Linked DNA regions of Rattus norvegicus: region 2 is linked to region 1. The links are chromatin contacts, called in public Hi-C maps. All regions are on one chromosome and are shown on one strand. Each heading gives the region's core, a stretch centred on a gene start, on an enhancer-like site or on the middle of the called end of the contact. The rest is flanking DNA. Distances are from core to core; before and after follow the strand shown. Region 1 overlaps Dapk1 (death associated protein kinase 1). Region 2 overlaps LOC100912124 (a long non-coding RNA gene).

Region 1 (3,219 bases), core at 350-2,849:
ACAGATCCCACTAAACCTAGCTCACGCAGTAATGGATGGCATGTCAGCCGTCCAAATTCGGAAGCCAGTTAGCTGCCTTTGCAGAGTGAAGGCTGTTTTGCTGCCTCTTAAGAATGAAGAATGATTTAGAGAGAGGTCTTCTCAGACATGCTGACCTGTTTCGCTCCCTGATGGAAACTGAGCTGAGTGCCGACCTCCTTAAGCTCTTCTGCTTCTTGCCTGACCAATGATAATGATCCGAAGTGAAGGTTCGAGAATGGGAGGCGAGCCCCAGCTGGCCCGTAGAGCCAGGGCAGAGGCTCTCTCCTATGAGTCATTAGGTGTTTAGCCAGGGCAGAAGCTGTCCTCTGCGAGCCATTAGGTGTTTATTCTCTCGTCTTAAGTCTTTTTGTATTTTTGAGACAGGGTCCCATTCTGTAACCCAGGCTGGCCTGGAACTTCTTACGTAGTCCAGAGCTGTTTATTTGACATTACTGGTTTTTTTTCTCCCTCAAAAACCCGCTCACCGTTATGTATTTGTTGTTTCCTATAGCTCCTAGTTACATGAAAATACTGATTATTTATTTCATGTGTGTGAGTACATTGTAGCTGTCTTCATGCACACCAGAAGAAGGCATTCAATCCCATTAGACATCGTTGTGAACCACCATGTGGTTGCTGGGAATTGAACTCAGGACCTCTGGAAGAGTAGTCGGGTGCTCTTAACCACTGAGCCATCTCTCCAGCCCTCACAAATACTGATGTTCATCACATGCCAGGTATTCTGCTGAGCCCTGTCTATGCCTTCTTTCATACTCTATTGTTGTCTCTGACTGTGTTTACAGTTCTGAGTGGAAGAGTGAAGGGCTAAGGCAGTCTATGACAAGGGGAGGGGACTGTAAGAGGGTGTGACTTTCACTGCTATTTCCTGTGAAAGAGGAGGACTCAGCATTCCTGCATATTGCTGGGCTGCCCTGACCCCTATTAATGCAGCTTGTGAAAACAGAAGTTGTAATTCATTAGAGCTGGAGAGGGGCCTGGAGGTTTGGTCCTCTAAGGTATTCTTCCTGAGGTACACACTTACAGTAACATCTCCACTAAGAATGACCAGTGTGATTATTAACAGTATCATAGTTCTTTTGTGGCTCTCAAAGGAACAACAACAACAACAACAACAACAACAGAAAAACAAGCCTTGACTTACTCAGTGTCACCTAATACAGGACAAGGGCCAGACCTAGGCGCAAAAATACAAGGTCAGGATATGGGGACAGGAGATGCCTCTTATTTCAAAGAAGACAGGCTAGATGGATATGCACAGAGAGATATTTCAAGAATGATATACGTAGGTCTGGGGCAGTGATCATATACTCTATCTGAAGCCGGAGAGCTCAACCCAGAGCTTTGATAGATGCTTGGCTTAGCTGAAGTAAGGAGTTGGCTTCACTTTGTCACCACACGAAATCAGGAGTCACGAGGCGGATGCTTGGCCATTGTGGATGTCAAGAGTCATGGAAAAGCTGCCTCTGGCTAAAGGCAGAAGAGATAATCCTGTGCCCTTTGCCTTCCTAATAGTTTGCTGTCTCCAAAGCAGTGACCCCAAGGGCTCAGTCATTGTAGGAGGCCTCTGCTGACTGGACTGACACAGATCAGGCCTGCATTGTGTCATACAGGGGACTTCCAGAGGGTGTCGGCATGTCCTTTTAGAGGTCAGTGTGGAAAGACTATGACCTGATCCCTATGCATTTAGTTGCCTGGGTGGATGGGAAAGTATCAAGAAAGCCAAGTTCACTGAGGAACGTTCCAGAGTTCATGTGGGTAGTTTACTGAAGAAGTGGATGAACTGCTTATGAAATAATAGAGTTTCTTTCAAAACAAGTTATTATGACATTAGAACCCTGTATCTCCGTGAAGTAATTGTGGACAAAGTCATGGGGAACAGCATGGACTTAAGCAACGCTTGTTGGCCTCTCTTCTCCCACGGGGTGGGTGCCAAGCCAATCTGTAGCTGATTATTGTCTTGAATGTGTACTCAAATTAGCTGTGAGCGAGCCATCTGCTGGCTCCCCCAGCCTCCAGTGACTGGTGCTGGGAAGGGAAAGTCTTGCCAGGACGCAGACCATCCATTAAGCTGATGATAACAGAGAAGAGGGGACTGGGGGAGGGATGAGAAAGAGAGGGTGGTAGGCCTGTGTTGGTCTCCTCTCCTCTAGGTCTTTCCTGCTTACGTATTCCTTGCAGATAGAGAAAGACCAGCTGTGGGTCAGGGGAACCTGTGTTAAATCGGAGATGCTGGAATTGACATAAGGAACCCGCCTCGGTTGGGATGCATTTTGTAGTCCCTTGAGAATCCGGAGCTGTCAGTCTCCCCATCTCCACTGGCATGCTTGATTTGAGCCCCCAGGGTCCCTATGGATGAGGTTACGCCTCAGCTCATCTGATGGACTTTGGATGCCTGTGATGTCATCCGGGTGTGCCTCGAGAGTTCGGAGCTGTGCTCAGGGATCTTGCGGGCTAGTGACTGTTTCTCCAATGCTGCTCCATCCTGCTGAGGATGCTTGTTCACATTCAGTTCCTGTTAGTACCCACGGATGCCCCAGGAAGCTGATGCTGTTCACTGCAAACCAGCACTATAAAAAAAAACGGAGCCTCCAAGGAGGGGGCAGTGTCAGTCCAAGGCCTTAGGGCCATCGAGTAAGCAGATCAGAAAGTAGTTATGGGTCCAGCTCCTCGGTCTGTGACGAATTGACTCTGCAAAGAACAGTGTTGGGTGAGGCTGACCAGGAATGACACATTGAATGCCCAGCTAGAGAGCACAGTGCCACCCACAGAGACGGCCATGTCTCCCTTGGCCCGCTTTGCCCTTGGTAACACGGGCCAGTGCTGCCAGATGCCTGAGTCTTCTGGCAACTCTAGGCTTCAGAGCTTTAAAATACAGAGATTGGACTCAGCGGTTTAAGGCCGTGGCTCAAACAAACAGTCCTTTTCAAGTGTCCAGTTGTAACCAGTGGATGGAAGTGACACTTCCTGGTAATTGGGGCTTAATTTCCTTTGAGGGCACCGTACCTATCTGCTTTTAAAAGATTGCTGAAACGATTCAGTTCCCAGTTAATGCAGACCCGGGGGAGATTGGTTATCATGTAACGCGCCCTCTTAGGTTCCCCCCCTGTATCCAGCTTCAAGGCATGTTGGCTCATAACAGTGGGAAACTGGGTGGCAATGTGTGCACTGGATTACTTT
Region 2 (3,218 bases), core at 216-2,715, 150 kb before region 1:
TAACTTCACTCAGGTTCTCAACTTTGTGCCTTCACTTTAGGCCAGCACTGCCAGCCTTTTATTCTCTGCTCACTGCCCAGCCCCTTCTAGAATCCTCACAGCTGCCTGTTCCCTGCTTCCCTTCTCTTACCTCCTCTGTCCCCGAGCCAAAACTGGAGCAGGCCCCGTCCATTCCCTCTAATCTAGGCAGCCCTGTTAGAGTTGCTTGTGAGCAGACACGGGGCTGGTGCTGTTTCTAGTAACTGTCACCTGCCCTTCCTGGTAGAGAGAAGGGGAAACGTTCACGGATCTACATGCTGCTTTTAGGTGAATGGGGTGCTGGGGAATTTTCTTCTGCCTGCTGCATTCAAGGCAGTCATTCCTCCAGAGTGGCTTGTTTTAAGCGGCACATGCTGCTGCCGTGTGGCATCAATGCAGTTTGTGTGCTGCATTGTGATTGAAGGGGTACCGTGCAGAGCGATGCTATTAGGGAATTGTGGAAGTCCTCAGAAGTCTGAGTTAGGGGAGCTCCTGTGGGCCCTAGGGTTATGCCCTCTGGAAGTAGTTCTTCAGTGAAGGACTGTTTTTAAAACTTGAGTTTGGCCTCCAGCCCAGCCCTCTCTGCTTCTGGTTTGAAGCCTAATCGTTTGTTGGTTGTAGCCAGAGAGTCCACCCACCATGAGGTGAGGTAGCCAAAGGGAAGCCAGGAATCTCTGTCCTCCAAACTGCAGGGTAAGTGGATGTTTTCTCCTTAAACCTTAGCAGCCTCAGGTGCTCTGTGGCAGTGACAAAATTCTAACTAACACCCTTCCTTGTGCCGTGGAAGGTATCCTGTCTGCAGCCCCCACCAGCCCAGAGAAAACAGAATGGAGAAGGGTCTGATGACCTATCCCTGGTCGTGCCAGCAGCCTTCTCAGAACAGGGGTGTAGGAGGATACTGTGCTTCTTCTCTGTGCTTTGAATCCTGGGGTCTCAGTTTTTTTTTTTTTTAAATGATACTTTTTTTTTCCTTTCTGGCTTTTTTTTTTTAAAGATTTATTCTATGTATGTGAGTACACTGTAGCTGTCTTCAGACACACCAGATGAGGGCATTGGATATCATTACAGGTGGTTGTGAGCCACCATGTGGTTGCTGGGATTTGAACTCAGGACCTCAGGAAGAGCAGTCAGTGCTCTTAACCTCTGAGCCATCTCTCCAGCCCCTCTCTCAGTTTTTAATGAGGGAAGCTCAGAGTTCACAGCAACTCGGCTGTCATCGTTGGGTTGTATGTTTGGCCAGTAACTTAGGCCACATTTGGCAAGCACAGCTCAACCTTTCCTGGAATCTTGTCTTTATCTATAAGCCAGCAGGACTTCTGGCAGGCTCACAGTATGCATTGGACAAGGCAAATGAAATTGCCCAAGTTTGTCAACAATCCAAGGCTGCATGATCTGGGACAGAGGGAGCTGCTGGCTCAGCAGGATGGGTGAACAAGAGTGGGGAAACCTTCTCATTGCAAGCCTGAGCCCTGGGAGGGCTGAGATGAACTAGACCTGACAAGCACTCGGGTCATGTCTGGACTTGCACAGATGGAATTTTAAGCACATAAAAACACTGGGGTGCGGGTGCCAGGAAGCTAGCTTTCACAGCAGAGTTCCGTGGGTCCTGAGAAAACAACAAGAGCCCATGAGCCCGTGCCTTGGCAAAACAATGCCTACTGTTCTGACAGCCAGGAAGATGAGGCTCCTTAGAAAACAACTATGGAAGCTCCACACTGAGACAGGAGCATGAAAAGTAGGAATGGAGACTGATGAGTGCTCTCTGTCTCTCTGTCTCTGTCTCTGTCTCTGTCTCTGTCTCTGTCTCTGTGTCTCTGTCTGTCTGTCTGTCTCTCTCTCTCTCTCTCTCTGGGTGTGTGTGTGTGTGTGTGTGTGTGTGTGTGTGTGTGCAGGAACCTGTACGTGGATACTGTAAACCAACACCAAGTGTCTTCCTCAGTCATTTTCTACCTTATACATATAATATATATTTTTATTTATGTGAAGAAAGGGGCCGCCGTATGCTTACACAAGTGCAATGCCTAAAGAGTCCAGAAGATGGCAGCAGATTCCCCTGGATCTGGAGTTATGAGGGCTTGTGAGCTGCCATTTGGTGATGAGAACTGAACCGAGATCCTGTGCCAGAACAGCCAGTGCTCTTGAGTGCTGAGTCCTGGACCCTATTTTCTTAGGCAAAGTCTCTCATTGAACAGACTCTCCCTTCTGGAAACAGAAGGGAAGAGGCCCAGGGTAGCAGGGACGATTGGAGAACCATTTCAGTTACTACTCACGTAATGCTTTTAAAGTGTTTCAGAAAGGGTCTTAAAGACTGCTTGAAGAATCCCAAGTCAATGATCATGCGAGGGTATCATGATTAGTGTTAGCTGTGTACTGTACAGAATCTACAACCAACAGAGAGCTGGGCTTGTGATCGTGCCTGTCGGGGATAACCTTGACTACATTAATTGAGGTAGAAAGACTTGCCCACTGTGGGCGGCATTATTCCCTGGCTGGAATCCTGGACTGTTCATCCGTCTCTAATTCCTGACTGTAGATATGATGTTACCAGCTGCTTCAAAAATCCACCTGACTTTCTCACATGATAGACTCTACCCTTAAACTGTGAGTCAGCACGGACCCTACTTTTAAGCTGATCCTGTCAGAGTGCTGTATAACAGCGACAGCAGAGAAAAGTGGAAAAACACAGGCCAGTGAAGAGCCTCTTCTCACGCTCTGTCTCAGCACAAGGGAGCCTTTCAGAAGGTCACCATGCCAACTGGTTAGCATCCTGAAGGTACCTCACATGAAGTCTTCTGTGTCAGCTATGGTTTGACAAGGGTACCACTCACCTTGATGTCCTGTCATGAAGACGTGGTTCCAGGGGGTGGAGTGGGGAGGCTCTCAGTTGTACCTGGCCTCAGTCACAGACACTACGGTATGATAAAGAATGAATTAAAACTGGCTTGTAAAAGAAACCAGACTGTACATCTCGCCCCATGCAGGCTGTCACGTAGCAAAGCACAGGCTAAAACTAGTGTGCACCGTGCTAACGAGCCGTAAGCTGAAGGTGAGGGGTATAAGAGTCCTAAGTACTTCTGTAATGCTCAACATTGATCTACTGATGCTGCTTACCGGAACCTGGAATCGCGGTGAGCTCCCCTGGGCCTCAGGTTCCCACTCGCACCAACAGCGGTGTAGCCGAGCCCGCTCTTCCCTCAGCC

The links. A called contact is a pair of places that touch in the nucleus more often than the background predicts.
Region 2: a contact with region 1 is called in a Hi-C map of liver, with 3 times the contacts expected there. The contact joins two enhancer-like sites. A contact is called at or near these places in 2 of 12 Hi-C or Micro-C datasets (kidney and liver).

Annotation. Positions count from the first base shown.
Region 1 is chr17:4,039,846-4,043,064 of GRCr8, reverse strand. The region is part of intron 2 of Dapk1 (death associated protein kinase 1); the gene reads left to right. Among named protein-coding and RNA genes, the nearest start is that of Dapk1, 55 kb to the left of the region's middle. Within about 2 kb of position 1,599, at least 12 of the 93 cell types and tissues checked have an H3K27ac peak or open chromatin away from gene starts, as enhancers often do. A contact at or near this core is called in liver, where this site is marked.
Region 2 is chr17:4,191,543-4,194,760 of GRCr8, reverse strand. It overlaps LOC100912124 (a long non-coding RNA gene), which reads right to left. Exons shown (of 10, transcript XR_001841748.3): 3 at 3,130-3,218; 4 at 2,847-2,927. Among named protein-coding and RNA genes, the nearest start is that of Dapk1, 97 kb to the right of the region's middle. Within about 2 kb of position 1,465, at least 17 of the 93 cell types and tissues checked have an H3K27ac peak or open chromatin away from gene starts, as enhancers often do. A contact at or near this core is called in liver, where this site is marked.